Linked DNA regions of Mus musculus: all the other regions are linked to region 1. A link is a contact called in public ChIA-PET and HiChIP or PLAC-seq data. All regions are on one chromosome and are shown on one strand. Each heading gives the region's core, a stretch centred on a gene start, on an enhancer-like site or on the middle of the called end of the contact. The rest is flanking DNA. Distances are from core to core; before and after follow the strand shown.

Evidence for each region. ChIA-PET counts read pairs in DNA pulled down with a chosen protein or histone mark. HiChIP or PLAC-seq counts read pairs in DNA pulled down with a chosen protein or histone mark.
Region 2: a contact with region 1 is called in an H3K4me3 HiChIP or PLAC-seq map of the SCID.adh cell line, with 10 read pairs. The contact joins two enhancer-like sites. A contact is called at or near these places in 3 of 15 datasets of contacts at CTCF or cohesin (CD8 T cells, the NIH/3T3 cell line and pro-B cells), 4 of 484 Hi-C or Micro-C datasets (CD4 T cells, Th1 cells, bone marrow-derived dendritic cells and 1 more), 7 of 115 datasets of contacts at active chromatin or transcription factors (CD8 T cells, the SCID.adh cell line, bone marrow-derived dendritic cells and 4 more) and 1 of 9 other capture datasets (bone marrow-derived macrophages).
Region 3: an RNA polymerase II ChIA-PET map of memory CD8 T cells shows a contact between it and region 1, with 14 read pairs. The contact joins the promoter of Prkaa1 here to the enhancer-like site in region 1. A contact is called at or near these places in 1 of 15 datasets of contacts at CTCF or cohesin (the NIH/3T3 cell line), 1 of 484 Hi-C or Micro-C datasets (adipose-derived mesenchymal stem cells) and 3 of 115 datasets of contacts at active chromatin or transcription factors (CD8 T cells, the SCID.adh cell line and memory CD8 T cells).

The regions. Positions count from the first base shown.
Region 1 is chr15:5,515,029-5,519,091 of GRCm38.p6, reverse strand. All of the region lies in intron 1 of 5430437J10Rik (RIKEN cDNA 5430437J10 gene), which reads right to left. Among named protein-coding and RNA genes, the nearest start is that of 5430437J10Rik, 21 kb to the right of the region's middle. Within about 2 kb of position 1,686, at least 91 of the 459 cell types and tissues checked have an H3K27ac peak or open chromatin away from gene starts, as enhancers often do. A contact at or near this core is called in CD8 T cells, the SCID.adh cell line and memory CD8 T cells, where this site is marked.
Region 2 is chr15:5,912,637-5,916,699 of GRCm38.p6, reverse strand. No RefSeq gene overlaps it. Among named protein-coding and RNA genes, the nearest start is that of Gm41259, 130 kb to the left of the region's middle. Within about 2 kb of position 2,344, at least 2 of the 459 cell types and tissues checked have an H3K27ac peak or open chromatin away from gene starts, as enhancers often do. A contact at or near this core is called in the SCID.adh cell line, where this site is marked.
Region 3 is chr15:5,141,452-5,145,514 of GRCm38.p6, reverse strand. Prkaa1 (protein kinase, AMP-activated, alpha 1 catalytic subunit) reads right to left here and starts at 1,654. Exons shown (of 9, transcript NM_001013367.3): 1 at 1,520-1,654. The coding sequence starts at 1,646.

The sequences.
Region 1 (4,063 bases), core at 437-2,936:
TTTTATAAAAGAAGGTTGGTATATGTCTATGTTTTTAACCCATGTTTATCATGAACCATCGTGTGGGGCAGATGTCTGATTAAGGTAAAGCACTTGAGGTAGAAAAACAGGAAGGAACACAGGAAGGGAAAGAAGGAGGCAGGAGGGAGGAAGGGAGGAAAGGTAGAAAAACTTTGTCACATCTTGAAGAACTCCAAGTTAAGACCCAAACCAGAGTAGCTTACCAAAAGTATAGTTTAGAAGACGTCGTGCATGCATAGGACAGGTATGTACAGTGGGAGAAAAATCAACCTTTAACTCTTATGCTTGTACTTCCAGAAGTCCCTGGATAAGTTACAAATGTCCTCCTCAATGGGTACACCATATAGCTTCATCAAGATTTCTTGGTCACTGGAAGACTGCAACAGTCTTCTGAAGGAGTAGGCCTAACTTTAGTACCAAGGTAGCAGAAAGTAGACACCGTGTGAAGGAGCCAAAGGCAGTGAAGAGCAGTGTCGTCTCTTTCTTCAACACTTCAAAGGAATTCGGAGTAATAGCTACCTCTTTAAGCAGGCCGATAACTCGATGTTATCATCTTAAAGGCCCCAGAGGGACAGAGAAAAGTTAGGTCGAACTCCCTGGCAATGCTGGCACACTTCTGATTCACCTGAACACCACCCACAGGCCAGAGAAGAAATGGTAACTCTCCAGAGCTTTCTTCTCACATTAAAAGAATGTTAAGCAATCTTATTTGAGAGGACCTGTGGCCACTGTCCCACTAGGAACTGCTTTATGAATTCTGGACTGTGCTATTAAGACAAACGATGAACTTCGGTGTGTACTAAAGTCAGAAAGAGCCAGGCAGCCCTTGGGATAAAATTTCATAGCCACACAACTAGAGACATATTTGGTAAAAAAGAAAAAAAGGATGTCAGGGGGATTTCCAAAATCTCCTAACTGGAGGACAATCATAGCGGTGAGTTTGTGGGGAGAGTCGACCAATCACGGAGCTCTAGCTTGTGTTTTAAGGAAAAGGAAACTTGATTACCAGGAAAAAAAAAAAAAAAGTAAGTGTCAAGAAGGGACCCAACAATAATTAGTCCTGTTGTGAGGGGGAAATGCTTCTCAGAAAGCCATTTCACATCAAACGCCAATGTGGCCTCCTATCAAACCTCACTGTTCATGTTTTTTTTCAGATCTCTGAACAAGTTGAATGGAGTGGTTTCCCTTTCAACTACATTATAAAGCGTTTTCAAAGGCTTGTGCTATCTCCATTTGTAGTATCTGATAGTGAAGGGGCAGAGTTCATTTTTAGCCAATAAAATAACTCTTCATGAGGTTGTGAATTTGAGCCCAGACAAGCCACAAAAAGTACAGACTCAACTAGACGTTCAAAGTTCCTAAAACGCACACATACATCACTGCGAACAGTAAATACAGGAAGCACAGACCATTCTTCAGCCCTGGTCTCAGTTTTGATGAACTGTTTTGCCATGAAGAATCTTCCCTCAGACGGCTTGCACTAGAAAGAAAAGGACAAAAATACCCAGCCCTGGCTTTCTCACGGGGCAAACCTTTTCCTTTCTCTGTGTGAAAACTTCAAGGGTTTCTGATTGCCCACAAAAATTTTACAAGCTAGTCCCACAACATAATGTGACTTTTTAAAGAACAAGGAAGTGCAAGGGCCTCTCGCAGGCAGCGGCAGTGTGTTTAACTGCTGGTGTTAGCCACAGCAGTATGACCTCTGCTTAGAGCAGCTTTGACCACCAGTCATCAGCTCTGGGGAGAGACATACCCAATGTGACACAGGAAAGAAGTGTCAACTGTGGTAAGTCATGGCTGAGACCTATGGAGAATGAAACCCGTCACCAAAGTAGATCCAAAGCATAGGAAGGGTCCAGAATTCTCCATTTGGCAAAGTCAAATACAGGCATTATCTTCCTGACCTTGCTAGCAAACAAGGATACTGATGTGATAGAGAAACCTGAGAAGGGTATTGAATTTTGTTCTGTGACGGATTGAACCCAAGGCCTAACATCTGCCACTAAAGCTACATCTCCAGCTTTAGCAACAATGTGAATTTCCCTTCACATTTGATATATTTAAACATTACAGCATGCATGTAAGATACACGTTCTCTTTGTATATTATAAGCACCAATATTTTCTCTCAAATTTTGTGTGATACAAACCAAGATTATTTTTTATTCTTCACCAATTTTGTATATGTACACACTGAACTTGGGGGGCATTTTCACACCTTCTTATGTATTTCTTATCCATCCCATCTTATCTTCTCTTTCTCTTATCTCTTGCTTTGTCTCCTGAAACCTTTTTTCTTTCCAACAAGGCCCCTCCTACTTTGATGACATTTCTTTCTTATCCAATGGATTTAGTTATAGTTGCTTGAATGGGTATGAGTGGAGGGTCATTAACTGGAATATAGACAACTTACCAGTGGATATACTGACACAGAAAATGAACTCTTTCCCCCCAAACCTATTAACTGGCTGTAGTCCTTCAGTGAGGGGTGAAGCCTCAGGAGCCTCCAACAGGTACTAGAGGAAAGTGAGGTTCCAGTCTTGTGTAGGTCTTAGGTGGGTAACACTACTGCAGTGAGTTCACACGTGCAAACACTGTGTTGTGTCCAGAAGATATTATTTTTAAAGCTGCTTTATGCTTTATTTTCTGTGTGTGCATATAAGGAGAGGTGTTACTGTGTAGGGTTGTGCATACATGTGAACACGTTCACTATATGTAGAGATCAGAAAACAACTTACAGGAACTGGTTCTCCCCTACTGGCCATATGGATCGTAGAAAGAAATCTAGGTCATCAGGCTCAGCATCAGAGTCATGTTATTGTCCCATAGGAAATCTTCTTAGCACTCCATGCCAAACTCTGGCTCTTAAATATGTCCTCCCATCTCCTTCCACAGTGGTCCTTGAGCCTCATCATGGGTAGAATAGAGAGATCTGGTTGAGGAACAAGCACTCTCTGACTATTTACTCTCTGGAGTGTGACTAGTTGTAGATCTCTAAACTAGCTGTTGCCTGCTGCAAAAAGAAACTTAGACTTAGAACAGCACTGATCTATGAGTATAAACCTAAGCATTTGGAGGACAGTTGAATACCATGCCCATGTAAGATAACAGTCACAAGTCAAGAAAGTCTTCTAAACTTATTTCTATTGGAGAAAACACTGACATAGTCCATCTTCTTTGAGAGACATGGACAGAAGACATGCTTTGGGATGCTTAGCATCACTTCAGTGTCTGCTTTCTTCAATAAGTTAACTTTAACAAGTGCACCTTTAGCAAGCTAATAATTTTTATCTCCTTGTGGCAAAAAAAAAGGAGGATAGCCCATCCACACGTAGAAGATGACAGCCTTGAGGTGAGATCATCTTGGATTGCATGTTCTTAAATAGCTGGTATCTACTCAGTCAGGGTCAGGACTGATTTTTCTTCTAACTAGCAGGCCATCATTTTAAAAATATTCCTCCATTGCAAAAGTGAGATCTAATCCCCTGCTCATGCGTGTGTTCTATCTTGCAAGCACTATGATGAACTATGTGGCAGAAACAACATTCTACCAACACTGGCTCTTAACTCTAAGAGAAACTGCAGTTTCAGCTTACCTTTATTTTAAGAGCATTGAATGCCACATTAGAAATCTCCCTGGTATTTCAGAGCCCATTTGGTGATGCCATGACATGATATATAAAGATAAGGCCAGCTATCAACCCCAGTCTGGTAGTAAACCTTACCAAACAGAGGTAACGTGCATCCATTAAGGAACAACACACAATCTCTGAGATGTGTATATACATTAAAACACCAAGAATTCCCAAACATGTACACCTTGACACACTCCAAACTTAGTGATTAGGTGAAAAGCAGATTCCTTAGTTATGTATGTACCATGATATGCTCACCAAGAAAAGAAAAGCTAAAGAGACAAGACATAGCACTGCCTGTCAGAGAGACTTTCTGATGCAGGTTGTGTAGCATGGCCTTCTGAAAGCTATATATGGGGTTGGAGAGGCAGCTCAATGGATAAAGAGCACTTGCTGCTCTTCCACAGA
Region 2 (4,063 bases), core at 1,095-3,594, 400 kb before region 1:
TCCTCCCCTAGGTTTCAGAAAGATAGAAATCACAGCTTCTTTTTATTCATTTCTTCTTTTTAAAAACAAACAAAATTCAATCAACTTAGTTTCTTCACTATCAGAAAGAGTGGACATTGGCTGAGTGAGGGGTTCACACTTGCTAATACTCCCTTAAGCTAAACCTGTGGTCTCTCTTCTGTCACCCTGAACTTGTTTCTATTGGCAAAGGTCTCATTCACTCACGTCACCGGTAGTCATATCCAGGGATTTGTGGTCAGAATGGAGTCTAGTGTGCTGTTTCCTCTTATGGTTTTGCTCTATGTTTCTCTAGCTTTTCCCCTGCCAAGAGGTGACTGGAAGTTTCTTGAACAATTGAAACAATGGTCATATCTGCTCACTGGAGAGACAGATACTTCAATAAGATCTGTCATTTTAGGATAACATAGATGACTAATCCTATCCCTTCCTTTCCTGGCTTCAGTGCACGCTTCGTGATCAACAATAACTTCTGTAATTACTTTAAAGAGAATAAAGTTAGCCTTTTCCTCTACTAGGCACAAAAGGCTGTGTTCTCCTTCTCTGTGGCCCTTAATGACACAGGGTATAGAAGGCTGTGTTCTCCCTCTTTGTGGTCCTTGACATGTACCTGAATTGCCCCTGCCCTGTGCCTGCAGTGAACGAAGATGTTGCAGCCTCGTCAATTTTCCTACAAAAGCATTCACTTTCTTAATATTGACTTAAACTATTTTTGAAAGGGCATCAAAAATAGACTCTCTGTGGGAATGAGATACATGAAGCTTTCACGCAAGCCTTAGTTGAAGCTGCATGACATTCACCTGTGTCTCACTACCAGTCCAATGTCTTATAACACCTCCTACTGGGTCAAATGCTTTCACGATTATATCTTAATTGATCAAACATCTTTTCTAAGGTTAGTTTGCTATACTTCTGTTTTGTCTCCATGTAAGAAACAAGTATAGGCAAGTAGGGTTTTGTTTGTTTTTGTTTTACATTGTGTCTTCAAGTTAATCTTAAGAATTTAATATAGATCATATACCTTGATTTTGTAAATGTATTGATGAGGAATTTGTATTCATGAGTAAATATTGATTCCATGAATTGTAACTTGGAATATAAATAAGTATTTATTACCTTTGCCTAGTTTCCTGCTGTGTATAGTTATGGAATACTGAGGATAATTTTTTTCCTCATCCATGAATACTTCTTGGCTCAGGTGTTTATCCACCAGCAGAGGGCACAATGCACATTAAGATTTGGGACTTCAAACTGAACGTCCGTTTCTTCCTGGGTCACCTGCAATCTGTTCATTTACACTCAGGTCATTCCTAAAGACAGCACAACACAGAATCATTCAGATAACACAGCAAAAATGTGTTTTATTGTTTTGATCATCACCTATAGCTAGAGAAGAAAAGAATACCATATCTGTTATGATGAATATGCCGTCTTATTCATAATTTCAGGAAAGATAGGTCCATTCTTTTGTAGTTTTAGTAACCATCATATCGGGGTGTTTAAAAACTCAACATATAATCAGATAAAATTAAAATTCTCATATGTAAACAGTGTATAAATAACATAAGTCTAATCTACATGTTATAACTTTGTATCATAACAAATGCACCCTTTTCAGAATTCTCTTTGTTCTAGAAAAATGTTCAAGGCTTTTCACAAATCATTTATTCTCTCTCAAGGGAGTCTGACTTTGTAATTTGTAAAATATTTTTGTTTATTTAAGTCAAGAAATCTCTGGTTTTCACAGATGTCTTCCATATAAGAAAAAATATTACTGCCCTCAATGCAATCCTTTATTGAAAATTTCCTGGCTGAATACTCATGGGTTACAAAAGAACATGATTGGTAGTCTCCAATAAAACCTCGAAGGAGGAACAGAAAATTGAAATGTCACATTTTGATTAAGTCCTGTCACTTCTACATCTCATATGCATAACCAGAGTGTTTACCTCCTGGTCATATACCAACACAGAATCAGGAGTGCAAACACCTCCTGTCACAGTTAGTGTTGGTCTGAGGAAGAATTCACCCACACACACACACACGCACACACGCACACACATTTATGTACATAAATACAGATAGACACTAGGCCATTATCTTCAAAATTCTTATAAAACAAAATAAACTATAATTTTGGAGATAGCTTAGTTATTAAAGAGCTTACTGTGCAAGCAGAAAGACCTGACTTTGGATCACCAGCATCCACATAAAAAGACAGGCAGGGTAACTTGTATCAGCAGCCTCAGTTCTAGAGAGGCAGAGCCATGAGGAGCCTTGGAGTCCACTGAGCAGCTAGTGTAACCCAATCAGTGAGCTACAGAGTCAATGAGGACCATTTCTTGACCATTTCTTGAAAAATAAAACAAAGACTTCTGGAAGAAGATGCCTGTGGTCTGTAGAAGCACACACATATATGTGCAGATGCACCCACAAACACACATAGGCGCATGCACGGACCAAGAATACGTACATTCACACGAACCACATATATGAATGTTCAGCTAGCAATAGTGCATTACAGACATCATTCACCATTTGCCTCACTAAATATTGTCATCACTAATAAGTTAAGCAGTATGAAATCACTGGCACTTGATCCCTTTTTTGTCTGATTCATTTTTCCTTTATCATTTTATACAATAAAATGTAAAGCAAATAAATTGTCATCTGTCCAATTTATTTTTCTCTATACTCAATTGTTAGTTTTCTGTTTATAATACTATATAGAAATATGTAGTAGTTAGGGATGGGGACCTGGGGGTAGCCACTAGAAAGTCTCAGATACCAGAGAAACAAGAGGCTCACAGGACCCAAAAGAGCTGACTTTAGCCGATATACACAACAAAGAGGAGATAGAACCTGTTGGGAGATAGGGCCACCCACTCATCTCAAAATGTTTAACCCAGAAATGTTCCTGTCTAAACGAAAGACAGGGACAAAATACTGGAACAGAGACTGAAGAGAAGGTCTTCTAGAGACCACCCCACCTAGGGATCCATTCCTTTCTGCAGACACCAAACCCACATACTATTGTTGATGACAAGAAGCGCTTGCTGAGTCCAGTATAGCTGTTCCCCGAGAGGGAACACCTGACCAATACAGATGCAAACACTCAGAGCCAACCATTGAACTGAGCCCAGGAACCCCAATGGAAGAGCTAGGGGAAGGAATGGAGGAGCTGAAGGGGATTGTAACCTTATAAGAAGAACAATATCAACTAACTGGACCACTCAGAGCTCTCAGAGACAAAACAATCAACAAGAGTATACATGGAAATGGCTCCAGATATATATGCAACAGAGGATTGCCTTATCTGATATCAATGGGAGGGGTGCTCCTTGATCCTGTGGATGTTTGATGCCCCAGAGTAAGGGTATGTTATAGGGGTGAGATAGGAGTGGGTAAGTGGGTGGAGGAGCACCCTCATATAGGCAAAGGGGAGGGGGAGAGGGGGAGATTGGGAGTTGTAAAGGATATCACAGGGCAGGGGTATGTCATTTGAAATATAAATAAATAAAATGATTAATAAAAATTAAAACAACATTGTATTAGCATACAAAAAAGTATATTTCCAAACTAACCTTGACTTTCATGTTCTACACTAAAAAAATCTTTGTAGGAGGTTAGATAAAAGTCAGACCATTTTAGGATTGAGTTAGGGATAAACATCTGGCTATTAAATTTCTGGGAAGCATTTGCCCTGAGATTTTTATTTTTAAACATTGTATTAGTTCTTTGTCTACCGTCTCTGTGAGTACCACTTTCTAGGAACCTTGGAATGTTAAAAAAAAGTTTGATCATGCATAATGGAGATCAGTAGCAGTGTATCTTATCAAATGGTAAATAATAATATTATGTATAAGTTTTCATGGCCACTAGAAAGCAGATCCAGTATTTTTGGTGCATAGTTAATAAACACTCATTAACCTTAAATGTTTAAGACGAAAAGACACCAGAAGAGACCACTTTGGCTCTTACACTTGCTTGTCAGATTAAAATGCTCTGGTAATAACGCAATAAGTACTTCAATAATAAAACATTG
Region 3 (4,063 bases), core at 405-2,904, 370 kb after region 1:
ACTTCCATCAGAGCCTTAATTAGCACTTCTTACCACCTCTAATGGCAAACAAGGATGCCTAGCTAAAGGTAAACAAAACACTGGAAGAGCTAGCTGCCTGTTAATGCCAACTACTTAGGAAGCTGAAGCACGAAGAATAACAAGTTCAAAGCCAGCCTGGACAGCATTGTAACACTCTCTCGAAATAAATAAATGCATGCATGCATAAAAAGAGACAAAGCAAAACCCTGAGAGTGTTCACGAACACTGGCTGAACCATGATCAGTGCTAGGCCCTAGACCACACCTACTCCTCCTTCACACTGTCTGGCTTGCTGATTTTCCTAGGTAGGTTTAGGCATTTGCTCCCCTGAGGGTAACACAGCAACTTTCCGTTTAGGACTGGGAAAGGGCAAGAGAAGGAAGGGCTCTTTCTGCCCTCCTGGGAGAACGGAGCTCAGTTAGCTTGCTGTGTAATTTGACAAACTTTTTCACTTCAATCAAATATCTACTAAGGAGCTTACTATATATGCAGGCCATAGTCTATTATTTCTCCAAAACCAATGTATGAATTATTTCTTATCAGCTCCAAACTTCCTTCCTCTAAATACTTAATAGCAGGCTTAAATATTTTAAAGGGGAAAAAAGTCCACCTCACAAAGGTTGTAATCAGAATTTTCCTTGTCACAGGTGGTGGGCTAGAGTAGTTAGTTGAAGACAGAATGCTTGTGCTTTTGCTAAGGCGGTAACAGGGGATTCTACCAAAACGAACAAAAAGTCCAAATGATGTGCACTGAATTACTAAAATATAAATATACTGTGAGAATAAACGGAAACTATACCTATAAGCTAATAAATACCATCTGGAGTTAACATATGCCCTACCTACCAGGTATAGCTCTCGGAAACCGCAAAACTTCCGAAAACGGAATCACTTAAAAGCAGCATCTGCATCCAACTGTAAACCACGCATAGGAAACACCGCGCCAGTTCACAGGCATATGCATCAAAAGTCCTGACGGAGATCAATAGTCCTAACAAGGGCATTACTATTTCTGAAAGGTATCTCCACAGCTACCTTGCTTTTGGAAGAACACATTTCGATTCAGGAAACCGAAGAAGCACTTTAGTCCACAACCTCCTAAAAGCGAGGCAGCGACAACTCCGAGGACCGCCAGGGCGCGATGGGCTGGCTCTGCGCCAAGGGCACACAGGGGATCAGAAGACCACAAGAGACCCCCTCGTCCGCGCCGGGCGCCCCCGCGCGCTCAGTGCCCAACTCCCTCGCCTGGGAAAGTTGCACCCAGAGCCATCCCCGCCCCTCCGGCGCCGCGCCGTCGCCATGGCGACCGCCCCCACCCCACCGCGGCGGACCCCACAGCTCTGCAGCCCGCGGCAGCCTCGGGCTCCGCTCCCAGCGCCGCCCGGACCGGGGATACGGAGCCCAGACACCCGGAAGGCGGGCGCGGGGGAGGATGCGGAGTGCGAAAGGCGCAGTCGCTCGCCGTTCGCCGGGTCCGCGCTGGCCCGGGCGTCCTCACCCTTCACTTTCCCGAAGGTGCCGACACCAAGCGTGTCCCCCAGGATGTAGTGGCCGATCTTCACCCGCCCGTCGTGCTTCTGCTTCTCGGCCGTCGCCATCTTTCTCCAGGAACTGAGTCTGCGCATGGCGCCGCGGGAGGGGGCGGAGGGGGCGGGCAGGGCCGCGCCGGGGGCGGGCGGGCGCCGAGGGGGTGGGGACGCGGGTGCGCCGCGGTGGGGCGCAGTCGCCGGCCACCGCCCGCGCAGGCCCCGCAGTCCCCGCAGCCGGCCGCCGAGCGCACTCGCTCCCCCTGGCGGGCTAGGCGGCGGGAGCGGCGCCGGTACTCGCCTCGGCGCCCCGCATCCCTCTGCGCGCGCCCGCGCTTCTGCGCGCGGGAGGGCTTCCCCCGCCGCGGAGCCGACCGCGGCCACCCGAGGGTCTGTGGGTGCGGTACAGCACCCCACCCCCGTAATTCCCAGGAGGACGATGCTTGCTTACACGTTGCCCGGGGATAGCGCGGCGTGCTTTGAAACAAGACAGGGGACACCGCCCTACCACTGACTTGAAATCTTGATTTTCATCTCATCTCGGTGTCATCTGGAAGCCAAGGGTGTTTTCACTTGCACTTTTAATACTTACCACTGCTTTAAACAAAAAAAAACTCTGAGCCAGTAAATTACTATGGGACACCGCACATCCTGGAGAGACTTCCTAGGAAATTTGCTACCGTCAAATTTCCCCTGTGGAATGTGTGTGAGCTATGTGAATTCCAGAAAGAGGTGTTATCCCGAACTTATCGTGTTTAGAAACTAATATTTTTACATTTTCAATAAAATGTACATTTTCAGTCCACTTGAAAAAGTGTGTTGTTTGTATAAATGGAGCCATATCCAGTCACCAAAGAAGTGTGTTTATTTGTAACAGGATTTTGAAGTGAATCTGTTACTCAGTTCTAACAATAGGTAAAAATATATATGTCATCCTTCGATTTTGCAATTTGAATCTCTATCAATGTCGATGGAGAAAAAGGATGGAGTTTTGTTTTTGTGGTTTTTTTTTTTTTTTTTTTTTTTTTTTTGGAGACGAAAAATGTCATTTTTCTTTGGGATGAAAATTACCAACACTCCTAGTTTTCCCATATTCTGGCTTATGACATCAAAGCAATGTAACATCAAACGCTTTTGTTCCAAGAAAAAGTATTCAGGGGGAAGAAAGCTGCTTTAAGGTTTGAGCAATAGTTCTCAACCTTCTTAATGCTATGACCCTTAATACAGTTCCCCATGTTGTGGTGACCCGTCTCCCATCATAAAGGTATTTTCAATGCTATTTCATAGCTTTTTTTTTTTTTTGCTACTTTTATGAATCGCAATGTAAATATCATTGTTTCCTGATGATCTAAGGGGGTTGATCCCGTAGTGGGTCGTGACCCACGGGTTGAGAAACACCTGCTTCTCCGCCAAGAACAATAACTGGGAGCAATCTTCGTTAATCAACTCTCTATTTTACAAGGATTACTATAAGGCAGAAATAGCTCTGGATTCTCTCAAGGAGGGGGAAACCCTTTCAATTCTCCCACCCCTTGATCTGGCATTTTAAGTTACTTCACATTTGCCCAGGAAGGTTCTACTGTTTCTTTTAATCTACAAGAAATCAGTGGTCTCAGGCTGTAGCTCGTTTGGTTGAGTGCTGGCCTGGCGTGCTGGGTTAGATCCTCAGTAGCCTATAAAAGTGAGAATGATGACTCATGCCTGCCATCCCAGCACTCTGGGGATTATCGCTAGGGAGATCACATGTTCAAGGCCATCCTCTCCACCTAGGGACACTAAGGCTGATTTGAACTACCTGAGATTCTCAAAACTAACATGAACTAAAGTGGGATAAATGACTCGACAGTTACAGGCACACACTGTCAAGCCTGAAGACCTGAATTTGAACCCCAGGACCCCCATGGCCGAAGGTGAAAGTGAACTCCCAGAAGTTATACTCTGATCTCCACAGGCCTACCTACAGTACACACATGCATACATTAAGTAAAGGCTTTAAAAGGGGAAAAGCAAATAATCACAAAACAGTCCCGTTACGTCAACAGGATGTTGCCAAGGAGCGAAAGGAAGCTGAGTTTTGTGAAACCACTCGCCAGTTTTTCCTGAAACTGTGAAGCCTTGAGATCCTACTACAGCATCAAGCACGGAGATACACTTGTTTAAATCTTGCTTGCACTCCTGGACAGAGGCAGATGTATCCCTATGAGGTTTGGGACTACATGGAGAGCTCAGGCTAGCAGGACTGAAACTGTCCCAGAGGAAAAGCAATCTTCAAAATCTAAAGATCATACACAGAACTGGGGAGTTTGAGTTTAGGTTTTGGTTTTTGGTTTGGTTTGGTTTGGTTTGGTTTGGTTTGGTTGATTGCGAAATGTTATTGTCAGATACAATTATACTTAACACACAGAGTGCAAAGTCTCAAAAATCCTAGGACCAAAATAAAATACTCTGAGAAAGTATGAAAACAAATGTTTATCACACATCATTCACTCTCCTTCGAAACATATTTTAGTTTTTCT